2 separate regions of the Gasterosteus aculeatus genome follow, and region 1 is linked to region 2. The links are chromatin contacts, called in public Hi-C maps. All regions are on one chromosome and are shown on one strand. Each heading gives the region's core, a stretch centred on a gene start, on an enhancer-like site or on the middle of the called end of the contact. The rest is flanking DNA. Distances are from core to core; before and after follow the strand shown.

Region 1 (6,161 bases), core at 339-2,838, 130 kb after region 2:
GAGGACGCGCCTCGCTCTCTCGGTCCAGGGTTTCCCCCCCCCCACCCACCCCATGCTTATTATGTAGCACTCTCATCTCCAAGAGAGGCTGCCTCCATTGAATCCCACAGAACACATTTCAGAATGAACCTGAATGCGCACCACTTTAAATTCATGCCCGTCTTCTCACTCCTTTCTCCACCACTCATCCTGCTCCACCCTCAGCCGCCTCTTCCCTCAAATTGTTTTTCCTCCCCGTCCTTTATTTCCTCCACGGGTCTCTTTGTCTCTCCTGCCGCCACTCGTCCTCCCGTCTTCTCCCAACCTCCGTCATCATCAATTTGCTCTTCATTCTCCTGCCCTCTCCCACCCCCACCCCCCACCTGCTCCCCCACACCTCCACAGAAGCCCCGGGGCAGGACTTTGTGACACTGGACTATCGCATGCGCTACCACCCGAGCATCACCTACGCCGTCATCGGCAGTGCCGTTATCTTCGTCCTGGTGGTGGCGTTGCTGGCGCTGGTGCTCCATCACCAGAGGAAGCGGAGCGTCCTGCTGCCCAGAGGTGTAAGAGGAAGCACGCACCACCACCACCAGCCCCTGCTGCTCTCCCGTCTGGTCATTTTGGACCGGGGCCACGGCCACGCCGGCGGTCCCGGTCTCTCCCCCGGGTCGCCCAGCGGGGGGGTCCAGTACAACTCAACTCCTCAAACACTGCAGCTGCTCTCTGGGAGCCTTTATCCCTCCGGACTCTCCGTGGACTCCCCTCCGTCATACGCACAAGCTGTTCTGGATGTCAGGTGAGGGCGATGAACACTCCAGCAGCTCAATGGAAGTTTATAATATGTGACCGTATCCCAAAGGCTAGCGTTGCACCGTAAGCCGCAATTAAAATAGCATGAAAGCATTAACGCAGAAGTAGTGGTGTTAAACGTCCCTGGCAGCGTCTAATTCAACGTAATCAATAATTATTCCCTTGAAGTTCATCCACATGGAATAAAATGAGTTGACAGCTGCCTTTGTGTTTCTCAAACAATTAACCCCTTTACTCAGCTAGTTACTCATTTACTGTTATTTTATTCATTTAATTGTATAAAATGAATGATTTCTAGCAGATTTGTGCAATTCTAAATTATTTAAGTTAACCAAAATTGAGTAAACATCAATTATATTATGATTTAATCAATCAAATTTTCTCCTATTTGCTTCCCAGTAATTAAGTGTAGTTAAGTGCATCTCAAATCTTCCAGCGTGATGCTGGTTCAAAGCCTGACATCACATTAGTATCTGTTTCTTCTGTTCTTTTACCCCTAGTCGGCCTCCCTGGTTTGATCTCCCTCCTCCTCCATACCTCTCCGACGCGGAGCTTCCATCAGAGGGCGAGCTCCCTCAATATGAGGGCCCACAAGACCCTTTGAGCTACACCAGAGCGCAACCCGCAGCCCCCTCCACACCCAGAACTGAAGCCTCGGCCCCGGAGCAGAGCTCCAGCTGCAGGGACGAGTCGGACCAGCTGTAGCGTCGCTCTGTCAGAAAGAGACTGAAGGACTGAAGGACCAGGCTACAGGGCCACGAGGCCACGAGGCCAGGACAGCCCGCAGAAAAGACCTGACAAAGCCACCAGGACTAAGAAAACTATCTCTGATAGTGTCCTTCGCTGCTCCAGCTCATCGTGCTGGACTGATCTTCTGCGTTGGCTCCCCCTTGTGGGGGCTCGGCTGCACTGCATCAACATTAGTTCGACATTGAGTCGATGCTTCCTATTTGACATCTATGGTGTTTTCCATCGTGGGATGTTGGTTGCGTTCATAATTAGGTCTAAAAATGATGTACTGTTGAGAAATACGGGCTATATTTGATGATTTTCAATCATTTAGCGACATGTTGAAGCCTTGTTCTTATAAAAGTTGATTCCATGGTCAGAGTAAATCTAAAGCAATCGAATGCAGTAGTGTGTTTTGATTTCTCATTTCTCAACAGTTAGAATCTTTTTTTTTCCAGTGTTGATGTGAACAGCGACCCGATAATATTGCTACAGTGGACTTGTAGTAAACAAATAGTTACTTAGTTTTTTCAAAGTTATTTTGAAAGATATAAGAAATATTTCTAGATGAGAAGTGGAAGTCTTTTTTATAAAAAAAACTACAAATTCAGCAATTCTGTACGCCATTAATGTTGAAATAATGTAGAAATGATGTGTATATGTATGTGTATATATACATAGATATCTGTATATATATAGTAAGTTACATCATTCCTCTGAGCAGAGATTCACGTGTCTTTTTCAGCACTAGCTAGCTATTCCATTTCAGTTTGAAGACCAATTATGTTTTTACGGAGACACAAAAACAAATGTAAAAACTATTTTGTTGATTGGTTTATTGTGAGCCATTTTGGCCCCATCGTCACTTTGTATGGGATTTCTTTTGGGGCACAGATTTCGAACATTTAAAGACAGTAGCATGGTAAGCTCACATGACAACATTCATTTTAAGAATATCGTCTCTTTAATAAGGTGAATTTTGCTCTTTTTTTTATGTCAATGAGTCATTTTGGTAAATCATCTTGTCTGATGACGGTATTAGACAATGACCATCAAAGCATATCTGAAGGATCTGTGTTTATAAATCTGATGTCATCTTCAAACCTTTTTGAGTGTTCAACACTGTAAACAGGAGGTGAGAGAAGTATAAAAATCTATTTAAAAGTCTTTACAGTGAGACACGTGTAATGTCCCCTTGTTTCGGATCTTTCTGTTCCTTCAGAGCCAGATGTAAATAATAAACCAAAAGCTAATCATCATTATTAACATTCACATGGTACCCTCCAAAGGAACCATCATGCGTCCCACCAACTGCCTGTATCTTTATTAAATTAAAATGCATGTCATCTGATGTAGTACTGGAAGCATTTCTCAGGACAACGTTTATTTTGTTCTGTTTTTCATATAAAGATATTGTCTTGTTTTGTCTAGTTTTGTTTTAGAGGACGTTGAAGAAAAAATCCTTCTTTCTGAATTTATATCATGCGGTCGGCTTTTTTCACATTTGTTCACCCATCATGATCTTTTCATCCCTGATTTTCTGTATATTGAAGTAATATAAAATGCTGATTTGTGTCTTTTGTGAATTAGTCTCCCTGCACAGCTAGTATTACATTCTGCCGACGACTAGATGTTTATAGCACAGTCTGAAGCTTTAACGCCAGTCTGTGCCACCGGCAGGCGAGCCTCACACTAATAAAGATGAAGCAAGTTTGCAGACGACAGGACAGTCTAAAAATAGTAATCAGAGTACTCTAATGACATATGACAGTGCCAACAAACCAATCACTGCGCCACGGCCTCTCTGCACATCTGCACTTGCGATGTAATATACAGTCTTCGTGGGGTTCCAACAAGCGGCGTCTGGCAAAACGGATTGCCTCCTCAGCAGCTTTTATCTGGAACAAAGAGTTTGGATCACGTGTCGATGTGTTTTATTGGAGCTCTGTGCTCAAGAAAGTGCTGAAGGAGCAGCTGGAGAAGCGCAGGGAGGAAGATCAGAAGCAGCTCAGACATATTATTGTCTCTCCGAGGTGAGGTCCAAGGTAAGCAGGGGATTCCGCAGGAACTCATCTCGGAACTTATTAAAAAATATAGTAAACAGTATTGCATGAATACATTTTTTTGTATAGTAACAATGTCATGAAATGGTCGTAAAAGATATGAAATAAAACTCCTAGCGAGAGTTTTATCAAATTGTATAAGATTTTAGTATAGTTGGGTTCACTCATTTCAGGAACGGTCAAAACCTGGCGAATCAGCCTGCGAAGCAAATAAACCGGGCGGGCAGGGTCGGAACAGGCCGATGAGGAGGGATGCTGAGCGGACGTTAACAGTGAGTGACTAATGACGGAATGGCTGCAGGAGAGGGATATGAATGCTGATGGGAGCGAGAAGCGGAATCTAAAGTGACAGGAGAGGTCACGAAAGTAGAGAACAGGAACGAGTATTAAGTGCTACTTTACAGGGCGTGATGATACCAATGAATCAGATTTTAACAGTATTTGACACTGTGAGGCCTTCAACCCATTAAATGCCCTAAATGCGTTATCCACTTCCCAAAAACAGTTTGAATTAGGAGTCAAAAATAAGCTCTTGCTTGAGTCCCATCAGGTATCCATCAGGCAGATGAAAAAAGAAAAAGTCCTGCATCTCTATATTTACACCAGGAGAGGTCACCATGGCACCATAATGGACTAAACCTTGACCTGAATGTTCATTTTTCAAAACGGAATAATTTGTGTGCACTTCAGTGAAATCTAAAGAGTCAGATTAAGTTTTTATGGTAAAAAAAAAAAAGATGAAGGTTTGAACAAAGTGCACGATTTGCATACATTCTAGATTCATGGCAACTATCCACATCTCTCATGACAACTAGTTCACTGAATACATGAATATTATGAATACTATCTCACCAGTCACCCCCCTATTTTCATTGTAATGCAACCCGAAACCTGCCACCTCTTAATGCCCCCCCAATCCAATATCCGCATTACATTATGACATATCAGATAAAATGCAATATCATTTCTGACAACGCACCCGTCCCGTCTCCCCTCCATCCCACCGTCCTGCTCATCCTTTATGTTTCAGCTATCGTAAAACTTCAGCAATTTTAACTCCCCCCCCCTTTGTCCTCTCTTTCAGTGTTGGGAGCGTTTCTGTCATCACCCCTACTCTCCCTTTTCTCATCTCAAACTCCGATGCCGGAGGCCCCTGTTTGCTCAGCCCGAGTCCTTAACAACACAGACTTTAATTAAAAGCTTGCACACTTCTATTTTGCCGTCTGCCCTTCGATTTACGGCGGGCAGCTGGTGAATCGCCATAAAGGATTGTTTTGTTTTTTACGTATGCTGTAAAATATTTTGTCGCTGGACCTTCGAGTTATGATCCAAACAAATGATGAGAAGTATAGTGGCCAATGATGAAGTAGGGAGCAAACAAAGACGAGAAGGAAAAGGAGTGAAAGTTGGCTGTTATGAGAGTAGTGAGGAAATCGTAGCACTTACATTGTACTTTTAATGGCTCTTATCTATAGCAAGTTGTAAATCAGCGTATTTGATTGCACTTCTGGGTTTGTATCCTTATGGTTGAAATGCACTTACTGTGAGTCGCTTCGGATTTAAAAAAAAAAAAACGACATGTAAAAAGTGGTGATGTTGGTGTTTATGTGGGACTATTGTTACCGGCATCATGGTGACTATTAGTCCTTTTCATTTCATTTGTCATTACTAGCTGAGAGCTTTTGAATATATAACTGGATTATTTCCACTGTCAATAACACTTGAATTCCTCCAACTGGTGCTGACTGCTGAATAACAACCTTGAGGTTACTTAACGGCCTAATATGCTCATGTATTTTTCAGATAATAACAGTCCATCCATGAAGGGTTGTAAATATAAATGCAGCCACATACACTTGTGCTCACACATAAACGACCATTTTCTCTCCCTCTCTCTGTCTGTCTCTCGGCCGGGGTGCCATAACTCCAGTGGACTGCAGATAAGACCCCGTGTTTTCACATGTAAATGGTGTGAGCGTGGAGGGGAAGGAGGGGCGTATTGTTAGCATGGAGAAGCTCTGAGGGGCTCTGCCGAGGGTTTGGCCGGCACGACCCTTATCAGATGAAGAGCAGGCCTCCGAGGGAAGGAGGGGTCGGTGAAGGGACCGGGGGCCGGGCGGGGTTGAGGTGGCGGGGGGGGCACCACCAGGAGAATAGAACAGCTGGCGGAGTCACGCGTGCAACCTCAAAAACACACAGAGCCCCCCCCCGACACGCTGAGCGCGGTGGGAATCTCCTCAGCCAGGAGATCCTCAAACACACGGCCTCTTGTGTCATTATCAGCCACCAGCCAGCAAGCCTGAGAACATAATCACACACACACACATGCAGCACAGAGAAAACCAGCATTTCACACAATCGCGGACACACACAGACACAATCGTTCAGGACAATCGCAGAGATTCACAAATACACATTTCCATACAGGCGTCTTAACGCAGCGAGAGCAAATGAAAGGCCACGGTCGCCCTAAAACACTCTGCACACATTGAATTAAGTTGGCTAATACATCATAACTAATTTCAGCAACCACCTGCTTTCACCTTCATTGTGTAGCTTGTGGCACGATTACCG
Region 2 (6,703 bases), core at 2,739-5,238:
CGTTCTAGCATTTTCTTGTGTTTTTAAGCTTGTTTTTTTCCCCCCTACATCAGTAAATTGAAAGCTCAGAGTTACTGTTGACATTTTTGTGGATTTCTTTTGACCAAGTGTGAGAACCACAAACATCCATAATCTGGGCGCGCTGCGGGTTTTAGGGATACAAGAAAAGCCCCGTATTGTGAGTCAAGTACAACTATGACAAAGGAAAACTAAGTAGAAACATATCTTCACCAGAATCTTACTCATTATTTCCCTCAATTTTGCTACAATCTATTTTCAAGGGAGTCTGAGATTCTGTGTCCGTTTGCAAGTAGCGACTCGAGCCGCCTACATCTACCCCAAAGCCACTAGATGCTTTTTTCATTTTTTTAAATTTAACTATTAATCTCAATCACGATCAAGAGACATCCTTTGCTTCCTTGAGGTTTGTGGCGGACGATGACCTGGAGAGACTATGAGAACCAATTTATACGACATGAACTTGAAAGGGTCAAAAAAGCTGTATGAGGTGGTCCGGTAATGTTGTTACACAGATCACTGCTGTGTGTCTTGTCCTTGGACAGAGAAATGACATTCTGTGCTTTTATAGAACCGATCTTTATGGCTTCATTTGGATCAGCTGTTAATCTTTCACCTTAAATAGCGGGCCTTCATTTCCAGATGTCCGCAATGTTTACTTCATGCTCCTTTTCTGGAAGGCTGTTCCCTCTCCTTAATACATCTTGATCCTGATTTACAACCACAAATATCATTCTAGGATGCTGCAGCTTTGACTTGCGTCATGAAAATGTGGATTTATTCACTTAGTTGCAAGCTTACTGCCTCTCTGTGTGAGGCTTCCATGGTCAGCACGTACAACAATTATTACAGAGCGGAAAGAAGGAACAGGCGTGGAGGTAGACGCATACAAGAGTACAAGCGAGTGAGCGTTTGTGGGGGCTTTTGTACAAACGGGAGCTGGCCCTTCGGCGTTTGAGCTTAAAGCTTGAGGAAAGCACTATCATTTCTTTTGAAATAGCTGGTCAAATGTATACTTTTGCACAGGTGTGAGAAAGAAAAAAAAAAGTACAAACATGCAAATGACAAACCATTTATCATTTTGTTCCCCAGACCTGCAATTTAACCCAGGACTGTTATTGTGCTGTGTGCCCCTGGCTAATACGTGTTTAATCCCAAACGGCAATTGTCAGAAAGGGTGCTGAACAAAATGAGAAACGGATCCTATTAAAAGGTTTGCTTCTCTATTGTGCCTAACAGCTGTTTGGCAACGCTTCCGTCCAACCTGTCAAATATGTCTTCTGGTTTATGTAGCAGCCTCTAAATATTACCCAAGGACACTCATAAGCTTGTATTCTGTGGAAGCAAGATGGCACTGGCACAAAGCCAAACACAGTTTAACAGCCAGTTTTTTCCAACTTCATTTCTGAAGCTCATCGTGCCAATTTGTGTGTGCGTGTGTGTGTGTGTGGTTTGACTTTTCTGTTTCTTATTACTGGTATCTACTTTTTTTTTTTCCATTCCAGATGTTGAGCTCGTCAACTTCTCGTCAAGAAGCCAGAAAAATGAAAATGGCAATAAAACGGGCGGCATTACAGACACCCTATTGCCTGGTTTTTGCCTCTGTGTGGGTGTCCACAAAGTACTCCAACCCATTACGACGCTTGTAAGCCGCCACGTGTCAGCTGCAAAAACTTCGACATGGATCCAGAGACTGACGTCATTGTTACTGGAGATGCGCTCACGGAAATTCACGCGAGCCCGGAGACCTTAAGTCTGAATTTACTGCCCCTGTTTGCTGAGAGAGCCGCAGAAAACTCTGACTTCTGCCGGGATATAAATGTTATTTCTTTTAGTTTTGAATCTCACTTTGTGTTTTTCTTAGTTTAGAAATGTATTCTGTCCAAACGTCACGGTGAGAGATAACTCACGCATAACTGTTCCACAACCCCTGGAAAATTATTGGTAAACGGATTCTCATTGCATCAGCATCGACTTTGGCACCAGTTTACATTTGAAGCCAAGGAATAAAAAAAACTGTTTTTTAAGAAATGCACCTTGGAACAGTGTCTTCTGTGGCATTTAAAAAAAGCCGTTGTCCAATTTGACATATTCCTGCTCACCTCTGAGGGAAATGCATTCCATCAGTCCTGTCTCTCACCCTTATCACATCTAAGCTATTTTCAACTCTGACCAAAAGAGACAATTTTAGCAGAGCGCAGTGAGATGATGGGTTCAACATGCATTTCAAACACAGCACAATGCTGTGCACGTGTCACCGCCATTGGACATTGAAAAGTTTAGTTCAGTTTTTTGTCACTGTTGTCATTTGACTATGCTGCTTTACGTGTTCCTTGCCTCAACATTACGTCATACGTTCTTCCTTGCCATAATTCAGTGGGAACTCGTGTCAGAGAAGGTTTACAGTGACGAGCATCACCACGGTTATGGCACACATCAATCAAATGAGTAGTTTCCTCCCAGCAAAATAGTGCAATTGCTGCGCATGTATGTGCCAGTGTTTGATTCCTTTTGCATATTCCCCACAGCAGCTGTTGTTGTGGTTGGAGGGATTTTGCTATCATGGAAAGGGGAACTCCCAGGGGAGCTGTGTGGCCATCGTGTATCTGAACGTAGCCTGAACCCCAGCGCTGCTACCGCTGGTCGTCCTGGAGACTTGCTGTAAATAAACTTCCCATTGCCAGGAAATTAAATCACTCTCTTAACCACTGTGGCAAAATGTTATAAACACACTCCGGTACTTTTATTCTCAAACGCTCATTGAGAGGATATGTTTTGGATTCTTGTAAGCATGTTCTGTGCCAAGGATTCCCTTTTCTCCAAGGTATCATACGCTTTTTACGTGTGCTAGCCTTGGACTATGCCTTGGACAACTTGCCTAAAGCTAAACACACTATGAGGACAGTGTGTCTCTACTTGAAGAAAATCCTCTATCATCAGCTGATGATGCATATGAAGCTGAGTGAGTCAGCTGACAACAACAAACGTGGGCGAATACCCCAGAGAGAACTCTCTTAGTAAATACAGCTACACGCGGCTGAGCTCTGCCTTATCCTGTCGGCCCATTCACCGACATTACAAATCCAAGATTACTTTACTGCCTGGCAACCGCGGGACGATTAATCAACAAAGGGCAGAGGTTTAGTGGAGTCTGGGAGACGGCGTATGGTATACTCATTACCGCAGGCGGAGTGGTCGACTAAAACGTGACTCACATCTTCCTGCAGCAGTTCAACTGGTCACCCTGGGTGAAAAGGCAAAGACCAATACCAATTTCAGAAAAGAAAACCCAATTAGCATTTAAAGACAAGCTTCGACACAAAAGGAAATGCTTGCCAGCATCCATCACCCCTCTTAGGAGTCCAACCGCCTCACTTTGCCCTTAAGGAATGTGCGACCAGCTAGAGAGCAACTGGGAGAGAACGACTGCAACGAGAAGAAAAGTAGATCACAAAGTCCCTTTTAATCTGACTATAAACAAACCCTCACAGAAATGCCTCCCTCTGGGTTTTAGAACACAAGTCGTTTACCCAAAGATTGCACAAACATGATCTCAGCGGCGTCTGTGCATCACTGTCCCTCCGTGAGTCTTCTTCTTCTTCCAGGGAAGAGCGGATGGAGTCGCTGATGCCGGCTTTTTACGAGAACAAAGAACAGACACCAACACACGCGGGACCGGGAGAGAAGGAGCGGCGGTGAGCGAGGCGTCTCTTACCATAGGGCCAGGCCGTCCCTTGAGGCAAGGCGATGGAGAGAGAGATGAGGAGGAGCAGGCCCCCCTTCCATGGAACAGAGGTGGAGGTCCAGGGGGTTGTGCGGGTGCCCCCGTGGGTTTGCCCCAGCTGCAGTCCCCGTCCCACAGACAGCATGCCGCAGTCTGGAACTCTGTTTACTTTCTGAACTCAGCTGACATCACCTTCTCTTGGCCCTTCAGTGTTTCCCCCCTCCCTCTATCTTTCTCTCTCTCTCTCTCTCTCTCTCTCTCTCTCTTACTCGTTTCTCGTTGGCTTCAGATTACAGCACAGCCTTGCAAGGAGTTCTACTTGCGGGTCTCCCAAAAACTCCCCTCGCTCGGCTCAGAGGACGACGTCACTGCACTTGAATGAATACAGGCTTCGATGTTTTTACGGTTAACTCATAACGGGGGTCACAAACAGACACGCACATGTCGGAGTGAAGCAAAGAACAACCTTTTATGTTTGTTTCCTACACGTCTGTCTTGGAATGCAATGTGTGTGAAGCAATAGCATTCTGTAGGTTATTGTTGTAGGTTCATAGGAATGGTCTGTTATTTGCCATCCTGCCCAGAGTCAGTGGAGCCGATTGATCAGCCTGATCTCCAAAACCTGTTCGTAAAAATGTATACGAAAATCTTGGCGATACAAATTCGTAGTGATACATTCGAAATAAATACGGACTGCAACTGATGACGTCACCCTATTCAAAGTGAATGGGGACCTGCACCCCGTAAACACACTTTGTGAAGTCTAACGATGTAAAATAAACGTGTTATGATTGCATTTTTAACAAGAAATCAATGATAAATTGTAAGAATACAATACTAACCCTAACCCCCTCAAAAAATCCAACATGGCGGAGAGACATTCACTCAAGAATCCAACATGGTCCGCCATGTTGTTCACTCAAGGGGCGTGGTTAACCCCCGCCAGTTAGTATGTATTGTTACGAATTTCTATGTCAAATATTTCGTATACATTTTTACGAACAGGTTTTGGAGATCACGTTGAATTGATACCGCCAACTGGGAATGCTGAAGCCGTGCGACTGTTAGCTTAGCTTAGCTTAAATACTGGAAACTGGGACAACCTGAGGAAAACACGACCGTCACTGGGGCGATTCTGTGTGTCTTCCGTTTAGTCTGTACAGAAAAAGAGTTAAAAGAAAAACTGGACATTTTACGGGACGTTGTGCAGCAGACTATTTCAAGGTTGGGACTAAGATTTGTATTACTTTTTGGACAGGGAATTACTGCAAAACAATATACAGGAGTGTGATATTTAATCCCCATCTATGTTGTATCTTTTTGGAGAGCTACCAATGTTATCTTGCATAATAAAAATAAATAAATGTATAACGTCTGGCTTTCAAATGGGAAGACTTTAACCACAGAAAGGCAGCCAGCGTAAACACAGTTACCCACGTATTTTCCTTTCCTTTTTACAACAGTTATTCTGTATGATCTCCTGGGTGTGTTTTATTTCAGCACTGAAACTAATTCCTTTGTTGTTCTTCGCCCACTGGGATTCAAAGCTGCATGCAACAGCAAACAGGGAGTACAGATCAAACGAGCCAGAACTGGAGAATCAAATATCCAGAGCAGTTTCCTAAAACAGCAGAGTTCAAACCATGGAGGCAAGACGTGAGCCGTGCCGCAGTCTGCGAACGCGTATGGAAGGGAAATTAAAAAACAGACTGAAATCAAGAAGGTTCGTGAGGAGGGATGAAGGGAAAAGGACACAGAAAAAAAAGCACGAAAGAGGGAAACCTAGAGGGGGAGTGGGGGAAAAGGAAATATTGTCTCCCTGTCGCTGCTTCCTATCCACTTTACAGTAACTCCAGTTTTTTTCCAGTGTTTGTCCAGATGCTCAATGGTTTATTACGTGAAACCCAAGGATTTCAGCTTTAGATTTGTATTTTCAGAGACTCCATCTGCAGTGAACTCTGTCAGCAGAATAGACATTTTTTTCTCTCTTTATTTGTGTTGTACATTTATACATGTTTTATGAATAAATAGTATAAACAATTTAAGCAGCATAGCAAACTGTGATAATAGTAGATGCTTTTTAGTGGGATTTTTGTTAAATGTAGTAGGTTTCCAATACAACAGTCTACAATGAGTAAAAATGTCATATGAAGCCTTAAGTCTCTATGAGCAAAGCAGTTTGTGGGGAAAACATTTGTCTCGGGTTTTAAAATGGTTTGTTAATCAGAAGAAAATCTTCTCTAATTAATTAATTAATTAAAGAAGATTTTTCCCTATACTCACAAATAGCGTCCAATGTGACACTGTCATTGACACAAGCCAGAAGTCAACAATAATCAGAAGCTATTTTTGAAGAAACAGAAAATCATCGGAATAGAATCAAGATACTGTTCAAAATAACACTAGCTCATGAGATTACTATTTTTATTGTTTACATACTGTTGAAGGATTCTGATTTTTAAAATCCAATACTGCTTTGTATTTTGCGATGTGTCTCACGAGGACTATCTTCTTGCACATTTAGGCAGAAATCAAAGGTACATATTCAGTTTAAAAAAAAAAAATTTGGCCAAAAACTCAATATTGTACCCATGTAAACATCTGTTTTGATGACTTAACTCTATACTAGACCAATTTTGGTCACTTTGCCAAAGTACAGACTCTTGGTAATTATTTAATTCAGCATTACTGTAATAGAGATATTTTCCTGGAGGGAGATATTTTCATGACCCACCAATCCCTGCATACATCTTCTCTGCATTACAGAAGCTTTTCATTTGGCACCACAGGCAGCGTGATTGGTCAAAGAGAACGGGCCCCCTGCCCACATCTCACAGTAGAATCTCATTACCAAGTGCAGGAAGAAGTGGTACAGTGGGGGAACAACGAATTCCCTCGCAGCCATTACAATTAATGCCGTCCACCGTTTACTACACATTCTTTACAGAAGGTTTTTCAGAG

The links. Hi-C and Micro-C count contacts between places; a contact is called where the count stands out from the background.
Region 1: a contact with region 2 is called in a Hi-C map of skeletal muscle, with 3 times the contacts expected there. The contact joins the enhancer-like site here to the promoter of pamr1b in region 2. A contact is called at or near these places in 3 of 6 Hi-C or Micro-C datasets (skeletal muscle and tail fin).

The regions. Positions count from the first base shown.
Region 1 is chrX:11,846,498-11,852,658 of fGasAcu3.hap1.1, forward strand. It overlaps ldlrad3 (low density lipoprotein receptor class A domain containing 3), which reads left to right. Exons shown (of 6, transcript XM_040163366.2): 5 at 385-781; 6 at 1,296-2,947. The coding sequence ends at 1,500. Among protein-coding and RNA genes, the nearest start is that of LOC144383739, 43 kb to the right of the region's middle. Within about 2 kb of position 1,589, at least 2 of the 9 cell types and tissues checked have open chromatin away from gene starts, as enhancers often do.
Region 2 is chrX:11,713,204-11,719,906 of fGasAcu3.hap1.1, forward strand. pamr1b (peptidase domain containing associated with muscle regeneration 1b) reads right to left here and starts at 3,989. Exons shown (of 14, transcript XM_040163508.2): 1 at 3,734-3,989. The coding sequence starts at 3,887.